2 separate regions of the Sus scrofa genome follow, and region 2 is linked to region 1. Evidence: chromatin contacts called from public HiChIP or PLAC-seq data. All regions are on one chromosome and are shown on one strand. The core of a region is the stretch at or near the end of the contact, and the rest is flanking DNA. Distances in the headings are between cores, read along the strand shown.

Evidence for each region. HiChIP or PLAC-seq counts read pairs in DNA pulled down with a chosen protein or histone mark.
Region 2: a contact with region 1 is called in an H3K27ac HiChIP or PLAC-seq map of skeletal muscle. The contact joins two enhancer-like sites. A contact is called at or near these places in 1 of 47 Hi-C or Micro-C datasets (liver) and 1 of 2 datasets of contacts at active chromatin or transcription factors (skeletal muscle).

Annotation. Positions count from the first base shown.
Region 1 is chr16:23,841,071-23,847,115 of Sscrofa11.1, forward strand. LOC106506470 (a long non-coding RNA gene) reads right to left here. Exons shown (of 6, transcript XR_002339806.1): 5 at 4,702-5,016. Among named protein-coding and RNA genes, the nearest start is that of OSMR, 200 kb to the right of the region's middle. Within about 2 kb of position 3,206, at least 9 of the 83 cell types and tissues checked have an H3K27ac peak or open chromatin away from gene starts, as enhancers often do. A contact at or near this core is called in skeletal muscle, where this site is marked.
Region 2 is chr16:23,982,095-23,988,139 of Sscrofa11.1, forward strand. The region is part of intron 3 of LOC106506470 (a long non-coding RNA gene); the gene reads right to left. Among named protein-coding and RNA genes, the nearest start is that of OSMR, 56 kb to the right of the region's middle. Within about 2 kb of position 3,572, at least 11 of the 83 cell types and tissues checked have an H3K27ac peak or open chromatin away from gene starts, as enhancers often do. A contact at or near this core is called in skeletal muscle, where this site is marked.

The sequences.
Region 1 (6,045 bases), core at 1,956-4,455:
TGTAGGGTCATTTGATAGCTAGCATGGAAAGCACTCATTTGCTCTGCCTCTCTCTGTTTCTCTTTCTTCCTTTTCTTCTATTTATTTTATTTTATTTTTTCCAGAGTTTTCCACAAGTGGGTTCATTCGCAAAGAGAAAGCCAGGTTTGGGCTACAACACCTTCACAAAACAGAAGCCTTTGAAAACGCGGGCCCAGATCAAGGCACAGACCCCTTCCCCTTTTCCTGACCCCATCCCTACATTCGTCCCTGTAATTTGTTCGGCTTGATGCTACCCTGAGTGTCCAGGCGGTTGGGACCCACAGCCCCTTTGGGATGAGAAGGGAAGGCATCCTTCCTCTCTCCTCCTCTCAGAGGCTCTGAGGTGGCTGGCCCTCTGCCTGGCTCTGCCAGAAAGTGGCATGACCACCAGGGCGACTGTGGTCAGCACAGGAAGAAAATCTCGGGTATTCACAGCTAAACGATGGTTTGAGCAATGCTGGCGACTGAGGGCTGGCTGGGCAAAGGAGCCAGAATAGCAGCAGAAATGCACTCTTTGACTCTGCTTCCCCCCTGAAACTGCCTCTAAAAGAACCAGAGAAAGAAACCTAACGTTCATGGCTGGGCTTGGCACCGTGGCAGCCCTGTGGTGAGTGCCAGGGCAGGCTCAGCAGGGGTTTCCTTTAGGGTCTAGAGTGTAACATGAGGATGCTCAAGGCCCTCTCCACAACATGGGAGGAGCCTTCTTTGACCCTAAGAAAGATCCCTGGAGCTCAAGATTTTCCAGTCCAGTTCAAAATCCCAGATGCCTTTTCCATCGGAGACACGGTTCCCATTATTTCTGAGCTCTGGTCATATCAGCTTGTGCTGCAGAGACCCTGAGATCTTCATTACCAAGCTGAGTAAGGAATCTGCCTGCATTCATTGGAGTTGTTTTTCCCCAATTGCTTCTTTTCACAGTGGAACAGAGGTAGGGCTTGTGTCTGCCATGGTACAGGTGTCTGGCCTCTGCATAACTAAACTTCTTCCATCCTAAATCACTGCCTTACATCGGCCCCAAAGATCTGGGAAATGGATGGGAAGTTCCCCCTTTCTGTTCCATCCTTTCTTTAAAACAAAGAGGCCCGGACATGGACATATCTGTAGCAGAAGCTTGCACACTGGGATAGGGTCATATTCTCCATGCTCCTAAGTTATTTTTATTCACTTAAGAGAATCAGAAAAAGCACAGGAGGCCCTCAGGACATGCAGATAAAACGTGACAGCTGAAACTGGCATCTTCGGGAGCAGCTCAAGGAGGCTGGCACCCGCTAGGCAGAGCATTTCAAAGGAGCTGGGAGGCTGCTGTCGCCAAACTGAGGACCATCTGGGGAGGGTGGTTTGAAAGAAACAAGCCCTCTCTCCTTAGAACCAAGTTTTGCACACTGTCCTCCAGCGGAAGAGAAGAAGCGGGAATTCACTTATTCAAAGGGCCTTCGGTGTGATGCTCATTTTGTTTTTTCTTCTGTAAAGACCAATGTTTAAAGAGAATCCTTTGGCAGGCTGATTGCAGTCTTGTTTGTACCAGAGCAAAAGAACTCTTGGTTATAAATATGCAAAGCATAATGAAAAGATTACGGCTCAGTGGCCGGGGTGCAAATTGGCCTGGGTTGTTTACTGCTTGAGGAATGCCTTCCCTCCCAGTGCAATCCCACACACAGAGGAGAATCCACGGAGACAAATAACTTTTTATGTCCCACGTCTCTGCCTCCCAGAGCTTGTGACACTGTGCCCTGACCACGTGGAAGTGAGGATGCACACCTGGGCAGGATGGGCATGGTGCCGGGGGGGCAGTGAAGGAAGTGGGCTCCCTGATCCAGGACCGGCCAGTCTGTTGGGGGCCTCGTCCAGTTCTGAGCAATTCTGGGTTATACCCAGACGGTTGGTATTGGACTAAGCATGAACGTCAGTCAGCTTCAGTGATCTCTGAGAGATAAGAGGAGGTCATGCTGAATCTTCCCAGGGTCCATGCCCACTGGATGTGCATCCTTAAGTCCAGGCTAAATCTCTCCTAGGAGAGGGTGATTAAGTCTTGGGTTAGGGGAGTTCCCCTTGTGGCTCAGCAGGTTTAAGAACCCAATTAGTATCCATGAGGATGTAGGTTCCACCCCTGTCCCCGCTCAGTGGGCTAAGGATCTGGTGTTTCCGTGGCTGTGGTGTAGGCCTCAGCTGCAGTTCCAATTTGACCCTGGCCCAGGAATTTCCATATGCAGCAGGTGCAGCCTTCAAAAAAGAAAAAGAAAAAAAAAAAAAATCCCAGGCTTGGAATCCTGGCTTTGCCATTTCTGAGCTCTGGGTCCTTGGGCAAGTGACTTAGCCTCTTTCCCCACACCAGCTTTCTCTGTCCTGTGATGCCGAAATGAGCCAAGGCACACAAAGCTTCATGCCTGGGCCATGGCAGGTGCTTAGTCCACGGAGGCCATTGCTAGAGAGATATGAATGGCTGTTCACTGCTCCATCTGTCGGTCCATGGCTTCCCAGGCACCTGAGTTAACTTAAAATCTCTTTCCTGCCTTTGCTCTGCCAAAGCCACTGGTTTCAATCTCTCATTGGCCTGGGCCTGCTATTACCTGCTGCCATTCTTATGCCAAATCTTAGTGTTCACCACCCTGTCTTCATGGGGAGCTTAGTATGTTAATCCTTCTCCTGCCTTGTCACTTTCAAGAAAATAACATCATATGCACTGAAATGAAGCAGAAGAGTTTCAATTCAGAGTTATGTTTTAAACCTTTGCACACCAGCTCCCAGGTGTTTCCTCATCCACATCAATGAAACAATTTGCACATGGATGCTTAGCTTGTTTCTATAAAAACCAGGTTGAGAATTGAGTCTCCTAACCAGGAAAGCGATAAAGTGAAAATCATTCTCTCAGGGCACTGGCAGTAAACAGTGGCACACCACTTGAGCTGAATAACACAAAGGCTTGATGGAGGAATTATTGACTACCAAGATCTGAGCAGAGTGTAGGGATCCTGCAAGGGATAATGTGATCCCCCAGAGCAAGGAACAGTGGGGATGGTTAGCACCCCTAAGCCAAATGGGGCCAGGAGAGGGCGCTGTTACTAGGATGTGGAGTCACAGAGCTATGCAGAGGGGGCTGTCGGACAGGAGCTGTGACCCCCCCCACACACTGAGGGATGCACCCAGCCTTGGCCGCCTCACCAGAAGCGAGAAGGCACAGCCGTGACCCGGGCTTCAGGCTCTGGTGGCTTCAAATTTCCTGCCCACGCACAGCTTACCTCTGGCTGACTCCACCCAGCAGCTGGAAGGAATGAGCCTCATGTGTAATTCCTGCTGGTCAGCTTCCCCCCCACCCTCCCCCCCTGCCCCCCAGGGGGCAGAGAGCAGGGTGGAGAAGAGTGCATTAGGCAAACAGAAGACAAGAACCTTGGCGAGGTGGGAGGAGTCAGAATACACAAAAGAATTGTACTGATCTCGGGAAGCATAAAAGCTGGATAACCTTATCCTCACCCTCTCCTGCTGCAGCTGCATTGTGCAGCTACCTACAAGCGACCAACTCCTACGAATTTCTTTTTCTCTCTCTCTCTAGCAAAACATCCAATTCCCATGGAACCATTTCTTTTTTTTAAAGAGGCTACAAGTTGTTTAGTAATATATTATGAAATGTACAATGATAAATAATTAACTAGAGTAATCACAACAAATGAAACATTGTATGGCAATCATAGCACTAAGATTTGCAGCAAGAGCCTTACTAGAATGTTTTTCCATGTTGTTCATCTCCCTCTAGAAAGCCAAGGCATGTAAAGTACTTCTCCCCCCACTGCCTTACTCTTCTCAGTGCCTAACCAGGAAGGAAGGAGACTCCATGCTTTCAGCCTCTTAGTGATTTCAGGACATCTCAGTTACTTTCTCCTTGTGGTCAGCATCAAAGTCAATCAGCCTCACTCTCACTGACACTGGCATTTTCCTCCTTCTTGCCCCCATTAAAACATTTGTCTTATGTCCCATGCCTTAAAGACCACCTTCTTCTTCTTCTTCTTTTTTTTTTTGTTGTTGTCTTTTTGCCTTTTCTAAGGCCGCTCCAGCGGTATAAGGAGGTTCCCAGGCTAGGGGTCTAATTGGAGCTGTAGCCGCTGGCCTACACCAGAGCCACAGCAACTCGGGATCCAAGCCTCGTCTGTGACCTACACCACAGCTCACGGCAACACCGGATCCTTAACCCACTGAGCAAGGCCAGGGATTGAACCTGCAACCTCATGGTTCCTAGTCGGATTCGTTAACCACTGAGCCACGACGGGAACTCCAAATAACACCTTCTTCTAGAAAACTACTAATCTAACTTGTACACAAGATTTTAGGTCCAACAGGGCTTTCTGTAATTTTTTTTTTTTTTTTTTTTTTTACAGCTGGCACTTGAGGTGTATGGAAATTCCTGGGCTACGGATTGAATTGGAGCTGCAGCTGCTGGCCAACACTGGATCAGAGCTGCACCTGTGAGCTAAACCGGCTTGGGGCAACGCCAGATCCTTAACCCACTAAGCCAGGCCAAGGATCGAACCTACATCCTTACAGAGGCAGTGCTGGTTCTTAACACCCTGAGCCACAAGAGGAACTCCTGCAATATCTTCTTTATTCAAACTTTCCCCCATCTTCCTACCTCAGAGCTTGTCATTTTTAGTTGTCTTGTCTCTGGGGTTAACATGAAGAGCAGGGACTTACCTCTGGTTTCATTTTTTCACTGTGTTGACTGAAGACTGAAATCCTTATATGGAAGATTTTCTTAGGTTTGGTTCCCTGGAGACAGATCCTGAGACAGAGTTGCATGCAGCAAGTTTATTGGGGAAGTGTCTTGGGAGATGCACCTATAAGGACCTGGGGAAGGCAGGAGTGGGGGAGGCAGTAGTTGGGCTATGATGCAGCTGCAGCAGAAGCTTCAGCCATTCCCTTGGAAGCTCTGGAGCTGGGACGGTCCTTGAGAGATGTCGGGACTACTTTGCATCCTTACATTGGCCCATCATTGGTTGCTAGCTGTCCCTGGGAGAGAAGATAACCTTAGCTGAAGTGGTTCTCTGTAGCCAAAGACAATTCCTTGGTGAGACATGAAGCTCTGACCCGTCAGCAGCTAACAGTCCTAACACCTGGGGCATGAGTACACCATTCCAGAAGACAGGACCTTAACAGAGCCCCTCAGCATCCTCTCTGGTTCGCTCAGATCCGCTGGGATCTAAGAGTCATTTTGTCTTATCTGGAAATAGCGTCTCCAGGGTTCTGGATGGTCTTATTTCTTGTGAAAGCTTAGAAGCACCAATGGGATGCATAATAGCCCGACAGTTGCAGTTGAACTTAAATGTTCATAATTGACACTTGTGGTCCTTATCCTCTACCACGCACCCTAGGTGTCTCTCACCCTCAGCCATCATGTATACTTGTCCAGGGAGATTACCTGGTGGGGATTTTAGACTCTCTTTGCTGAGCTACCAGTCCTTCCCAAGCTGTGGCTGCTATGCCTGTTTATAAACCACTAAATCCTGGCATGGTAGCACCAAAACCATCCATCCAGGGCCCTGCAGGCAAGAAAGGCAAACCTATACTTGGAATGTGTGTCCATTCTAGTCAAGATAAACTGCTCCTCCTTTTAGAGTGGAAAAGATTCAAAAGAATTGACTCGATACCAAACTACTGATTGGTCTACTCAAGGGAGGTTGCCATTTTGGAGACCCACCATTACTCTGCTACCCACAGGTTGGATGGACATTCAACAGCATCATTAGCTAAAACAGATTTTGGAAGCATGTTGTTGGGCCCATGCTTAAGCCTTTATCTCTGCCATCATGGTAGCTCTATTCACAAATCCACTGTATGGGCACTAGGTTGAAGAGAACAGACTATTACCTGAGTCACTTGGTTATTTAGTGCCTCTTCTGCAATATATGCTATCTGGTAGTGCCCACTACCACAGGCCCATCCAAGGGCCTTCTCCACAGACATCTTAGTCCTCAGTCTTTCCATACCAACCAGGCCATCTGCCACATGCTCTGCTTCCAAGGACCATTCTAGATACCA
Region 2 (6,045 bases), core at 2,322-4,821, 140 kb after region 1:
ATTCTTTCCTGCTTTCTGCAATTTTTCTGATGTCCTCAATTATAGTTTTGGTCTTTCTTCTGATATGCAACATATTTACCCTATTTCCCCCTTAAATTTGTGGTTGCAAATGTTTTTAATTTGCTTTTTTTAAAAAAAAAATCTTTCATCTCACATCATTTATGTAGCATTTCTTTTTACTCTTCCTTTTGGTCCATCATTTTAAAAGTGCTCTCATCAACATTTATCTTCCATACATTTCTCTGTTTTGTTCTGTTTTTGTTTTTTAGGGCTGCACCCATGGCATATGGAAGTTTCCAGGCTAGGGGTTGAATCTGAGCTACAGATGCCAGGGTATGTCACAGCCACAGCAATGCCAGATCTGAGCCGCATCTGCAACTTATACTACAGTTCATGGCAATACTGGATCCTTTAACCCACTGAGTGAGGCCAGGGATCAATCTCACATCCTCACAGATTCTAGTTGGGTTTGTTATCTCTGAGCCACAACGGGAACAACTCCTGTTCTGTTTTAAATTTAAACTTCCTTTTATAGATTTCGGGTTTCCTTAAAATAATAACTGCAAACACTTCCAAATGCTCTAGATATATTGTCTTTTAATCATTTACCCCACCCTTATGAAGTAAGTACTATTGTTATTACCATTTTATAGATGAGGACATTGGGGCACAGGGAAGTTAGGTAAGTTATCCCAGGTCACACAGCCAGTAAATGACAGAGCCAGATTCTAATCAGGCAGTTGAGTCCCAGCATCTGTGCTCTTAACTATTGGGCTATGAAGTCTGCTTCCCTAGATTGACAAATTAAATATTTTGGTTCCTATTTTATAATAACTTTTATTTCCTCTTTATCAAATTCCTCATTTTCAAAGGTTTTGCTCATTTTATGACATATTATTCTTCATCAAATTACTTCTTGTTAACTCTTTCACCATCATGAAAAAAATGTTCTTCCTAAGCCTCCTGCAGTAGACTGAAGAATGGCCCCTTAAAGACAGCCACATCCTGATACCTGGAGCTTGTGAATATTATTTTATATGATAAAGTCTTTGTAGATGTGATAAAGGATCTTCAGATGGAAGGTGATCCTTGATGATCTAAATGGGCCCTAAGTGTAATCACATGTATCCTGACAAGAGAAGCAGGGGCAGATCTGACACACACAGGGAGGGGGAAGCAATGTGAAGACAGAGCAGACGGAGATTTGGAGATGCTGGCCTTGAAGATGGCAGTGATGCAGCCACAAGCCAAAGAATATTGGCAACCACCAAAAGCTGAGAAAAGCAAGGAACAGATTCTTCTCTAGAGCTTCAAAAGGAAGCACAGCCCTGCTGATACCTTGACTTCTGCCTGTGATCCTGATTTCAGACTTCTAGGCTCCAGAATTGTGAGAAAATAAATTCCTGTAGTTTTTTGGTTTGTTTCTGGCTGTGCCTATGGCACATGGAACTTTCTGGGCCACTGCAGTGACAGCACTGGATTCTTAACCTGCTGCACCACAAGAGAATGCCTGCTGTTTTAAACCACCTAGTTTGCTACAGCAGCCACAAGAAACCAACACAACCTTTCTCTCGAATCCATTGTTAAAATCTTTTCCTTGCTGCCTCTTTAAGAGATAGGGAATTTTTTCTATCATTTTTTAAAATATTGAATATACACCAGCTATGTGCTAGGCTCTAGGAGTAAATACGTAAAAAAAGATTGTCTTTATTCTGAAAGTGTTGGGTAGGGTAATTTCAAACAAAATACAATAAAGTGTGTATTTTGAGACTGAGAAAGGCTATGAGATCACAGAGGAGCTGTATGAACTTGAGAAGTCCAAGGCCGGCTTCTTCAAGAAGGTGACATCTGGAGTTCCCATTGTGGCTCAGTGGTTAGCGAATCCGACTAAGAACCATGAGGTTGTGGGTTCGATCCCTGTCCTTGCTCATGGGGTTAAGGATCGGGCATTGCCGTGAGCTGTGGCGTAGGTTGCAGACGCAGCTCGGATCCTGTGTTGCTGTGGCTGTGGCGTAGGCTGGCGGCTACAGCTCCAAATGAATCCCTAGCCTGGGAACATCCATATGCCACAGGAGCAGCCCTAGAAAAGGCAAGAAGACCAAAAAAAAAAAAAAAAAAAAAAAAAAGAGGGTGACATCAAAGCTAAGTCTTGCACAGGAGGTAAGAGTGAGCCAGGCAAAGAGTGGTGTTCCAGGCAAAGGGAACAGTATGTGCAAAGACAATGGTTAGTTCACCTTTCAGGTCCTTTGCATCTGAAGACACTCTTTGCTCCCTTCTATTAACTCATGAGGCCCATAAAATGTTATCTCTTCTGTACCATGGGCTTGGAAGTGCTCTACACATGTTTACTGATAATTCAAAGGAGAAAGCATAATTTTAACGTAACCAATCTCTTTGATTTCTCTCCTCACAACTTTCCTCAGTTAAGTGTTGGAGATGGGAGTCCTAGTTCTCATTTCTGTTTCTCACATGCCCATTTTCATAAAATAGTGTCCCTCCAGTGCAAAAGACTCATGATAGAACGCACAGGACATACTAAACATGCGCATGTTTCCAGAAGTATAAAGTGTGGCCAAAACAGACGTCATTCTTACACTCAAAGTCTAAACATGCCTTCAGAAATTGGCTTTTAATTTGCAATATTCCCAAAGACCCAGGAAAGCCATGGGGTGATTTTTCTGCCTCTAATTAACCATCTCTAACATGGGCATGACCTCGCCATCCTGCTAGATCATTAACTCATTATGGGCACAAATTGATTCCCCCATCTCACTGCCATCTGCCCCCGGGTCTCTGGCCAGAAACTGCACGTAGAAAGTGAAGGAAAAAAAATGTGTATCAACAGCTGTGTTTTCTTTTTCTTTTTGTCTTGCATTTGTTGAGAGAGAGAGAGACTCATGTTCACATCCAGGTCTTGCATGGCTCTTAGCTCATGAGAGTCCTTTATTGATGTCCACTAAGTTATTTAAGGCATCTGGAGTTCCCACTGTGGCTCAGGGGTAATGAATCCAACTAGTATCCATGAGACTCAGGTCTGGTGTTGTAGGCCAGCAGCTGTGGCTCCAATTCGACCCCTGGCCTAAGAACGTCATAAGCCACAGGTATGCCCTAAAAATTAAAAAAAAAAAAAAAGAAAGAAAGGAAGAAATATTTAAGGCATTTGTTCACTGTCTTCATTCATATTGTTAAAATAATGTGATTTGTGTTGTATTTAAAATAGTAAGAATAATAAAAAAAAAATTGGACAATGTGCCTTGTGTGAGCTTTGAACTCACCAAATGACTGTGAAGGTCAGAGGAAGCAGGTTGATAATAATGAGATCAGGAATTAGAACATATTTTTAAACTTTCTTTCAGATTTGGCAGTCGGGGCAGGATACGGAAGTTCAGGAAATGGATGACTGTGCAGAGAAAATGGTGTCGTTTCAGAGTACAGCTGCATGTAGAGAGCTCACCCTCCTTTTCCTCCTCATTTTAACAAACATTTGGTTGGCTGAGTTCTCCAGCTTCCAGCTCTGCTTCAGAAGGTCTTTGTTGATCTTTGCAAGGACAATTAAGTGGCAGGAATGTGTAATATAGTGAAGCGCTGCCAAAACCAACAGCCCTCTTCAAACGTTATGTTGAAGTGGCCATTGTTGCTGGGGTTTCTGCAGGAGTCAGAAACCACTTGCTAATAGCTTAATTCCATTTCTCTGCAGACAAGATGATCCTATTGCAGAAGAGGGACCCTGTGGTCTGCTGGTTAGAGAAAAGTCCTGGGAGCCTGAACGGGCCCACAGTTTACAGCATAGCTGAGCAACTGACTCACTTTGGAGCCCAGGGTTCCATCCCTTAACCTCACGGGGCTTGTTGTCCATCCAGCTGGAAAATTCAGTAAGATGTGAGGCTGGACTGAAAATCATTTGTGGTGCAGCTGATTTGCTGGACCACAGGGCACAGTTTGAGACTGCTGGGCCTGAGTAACAGCCCTGTGAGCAGTGATTGGTAAAGGTATACCTCGCAAGAAGCAACCCAAGAGCAGACTGGTGAGAATATCCTATAAAAGAGAGTGAGGCCCTCTCTGCAGAATCAGAGGATGAATGTTTCTAGTCTCTGTCCCCATCTGGCCTCAGTCAATAATCAGATTTCTCTAAAATGGATTTTTTTTCTTGCTTTTTTTTTAGGGCCACACCTTTGGCATATGGGAGGCTCCCAGGCTAGAGGTCCAACCAGAGCTACAGCTGCCGGCCTACACCACAGCCACAGCAATGCAGGATCCAAGCCGCATCTGCGACCTACACCACAACAGCTCATGGCAACGCCAGACCCTTAACCCCCTGAGCAAGGCCAGGGATCGAACCCGCAACCTCATGGTTCCTAGTCAGATTTGTTTCCACTGAGCCACAACGGGAACTCCTAAAATGGATTTAAAAAGATCTTAGCTGTATCTAGATCCCCGACTCACTGGCACAGGGTGACTGTGCCTAGCAGGGCAAGCATTCTGTAAGGCCCCTTGTGTTCCCTGCTCCAGGGATCTGCAGAGTCTGTGGGGACTTAGATCAGCTATGCTGGATGGGAATGAACCGGAGGGAGCTGGGGAGCAAGCCCTTCCCCGGGTCTCCAAAGGAGAGAGAGTTTACATGAAATATATGCACTTGACTGGAAAGATAATTGATTGAAAATTGGCAAGTTAAGCTAACAGGGAAAACAATTGGAGGAAAGGAATGTTTATCTCAGGAAATTGACATTTGGTATTGCCTTTGGGTTTCTGAAAGGCATGAAACGTATCCCAGGAACGATGGCTTCGGATCTGAGAACTGACAAAATTTGGGGAGTGCAGGACTGGCCACACTCCCCAAATCAGGTGAGACTTCTGATAAAACCTACAAAAGTCTAGATTGGAAATAGGTAGTTTATGCTCAACCACAAGGGAGTTTCCAAACTGCCTGAGAACCTGATAAACTGTGCTTGAATTGACCCTTTTATTCCCAAGGCTCATAATAGTTGGTTTGTGTTGAAAACACCTTTTAGCTAGGCCAGTCCTAAGCAAGTCAAAGGTGAATTGCTTTGGCTAAACCATTAGGAGAGGAGCAGAAGTAACAAGACATACTTGGCGGTTGTCTGAACTCACTGTTCACACATCCACGTACAGCCGCTGATAGAGTTGAACAGATTTATCCCTTCATCCTATCGTGGATCAAAACTGTCTTCTCTACAAAAGTGGCTGAAAAGACACTGAGATCCCATGTAAAGTCTGTCCTCTGCTTTGTGATTCTGGATGTGACTTTCAGGGCTTGGCTCAATGCTTGAGGCCTGTGCTGTCCTGTACAGGAGAAGTACTTGGTTCTGCCATTAACTCCCAAAAAGAACCAAGAGGAAAACACTGTTCTCACTGTGGGGTGACTGAGAAGAAGATAAATTCAGAGGGCAGAAGTGCTGACTCATAGTGTTTGGAGCCTAACTCACCTGAGTAGAGAGATTGGGGTGACAGAGGACTTCCTACGAAACAAGAAATGAAGATGCCTTCAGAACACTTGAGACAGAAACAAAAGTACATGTGAACAAACAGAAGACACTTCTTGTTTCGGAGAGAACAATTCAGCCCATAAAAATGTTATTTTCCCCCAATGTGTAAATTAAATGCATTCCCAGCACCAATACCAAAGAGTTGTTTTCAAAAGGAGCTACGCAAGTTGATGGGAAAATGAGAGAAACACAAAATAAGAAAAGTTACAAGGGAGGATTAAGGATATAAAAACATTATATAAAACAGTAAGGTACTGGCGTTTGAATAGACAGACAAGAATAGGATTGAAAAAAACTAGACCCAAGCACCTGTGGAAAATTAGTGTCTGAAAGGGCAGTATTTCAAATCACTGAAACAAAGATAAGTGTTTTAAGAAAGGTGCTGAAACTAGTTGGATAGTCGTTTGGAAAAAGATAAAATTAGATTTATATCTCATACCACAGATAAGAATAACGGATCAGAGAGAAAAAGGTAAACAGTGAAATAATATAGATGCAATTAGTTTACACAGGTGAATTCCTCTATAACTTTGGTGTAAGG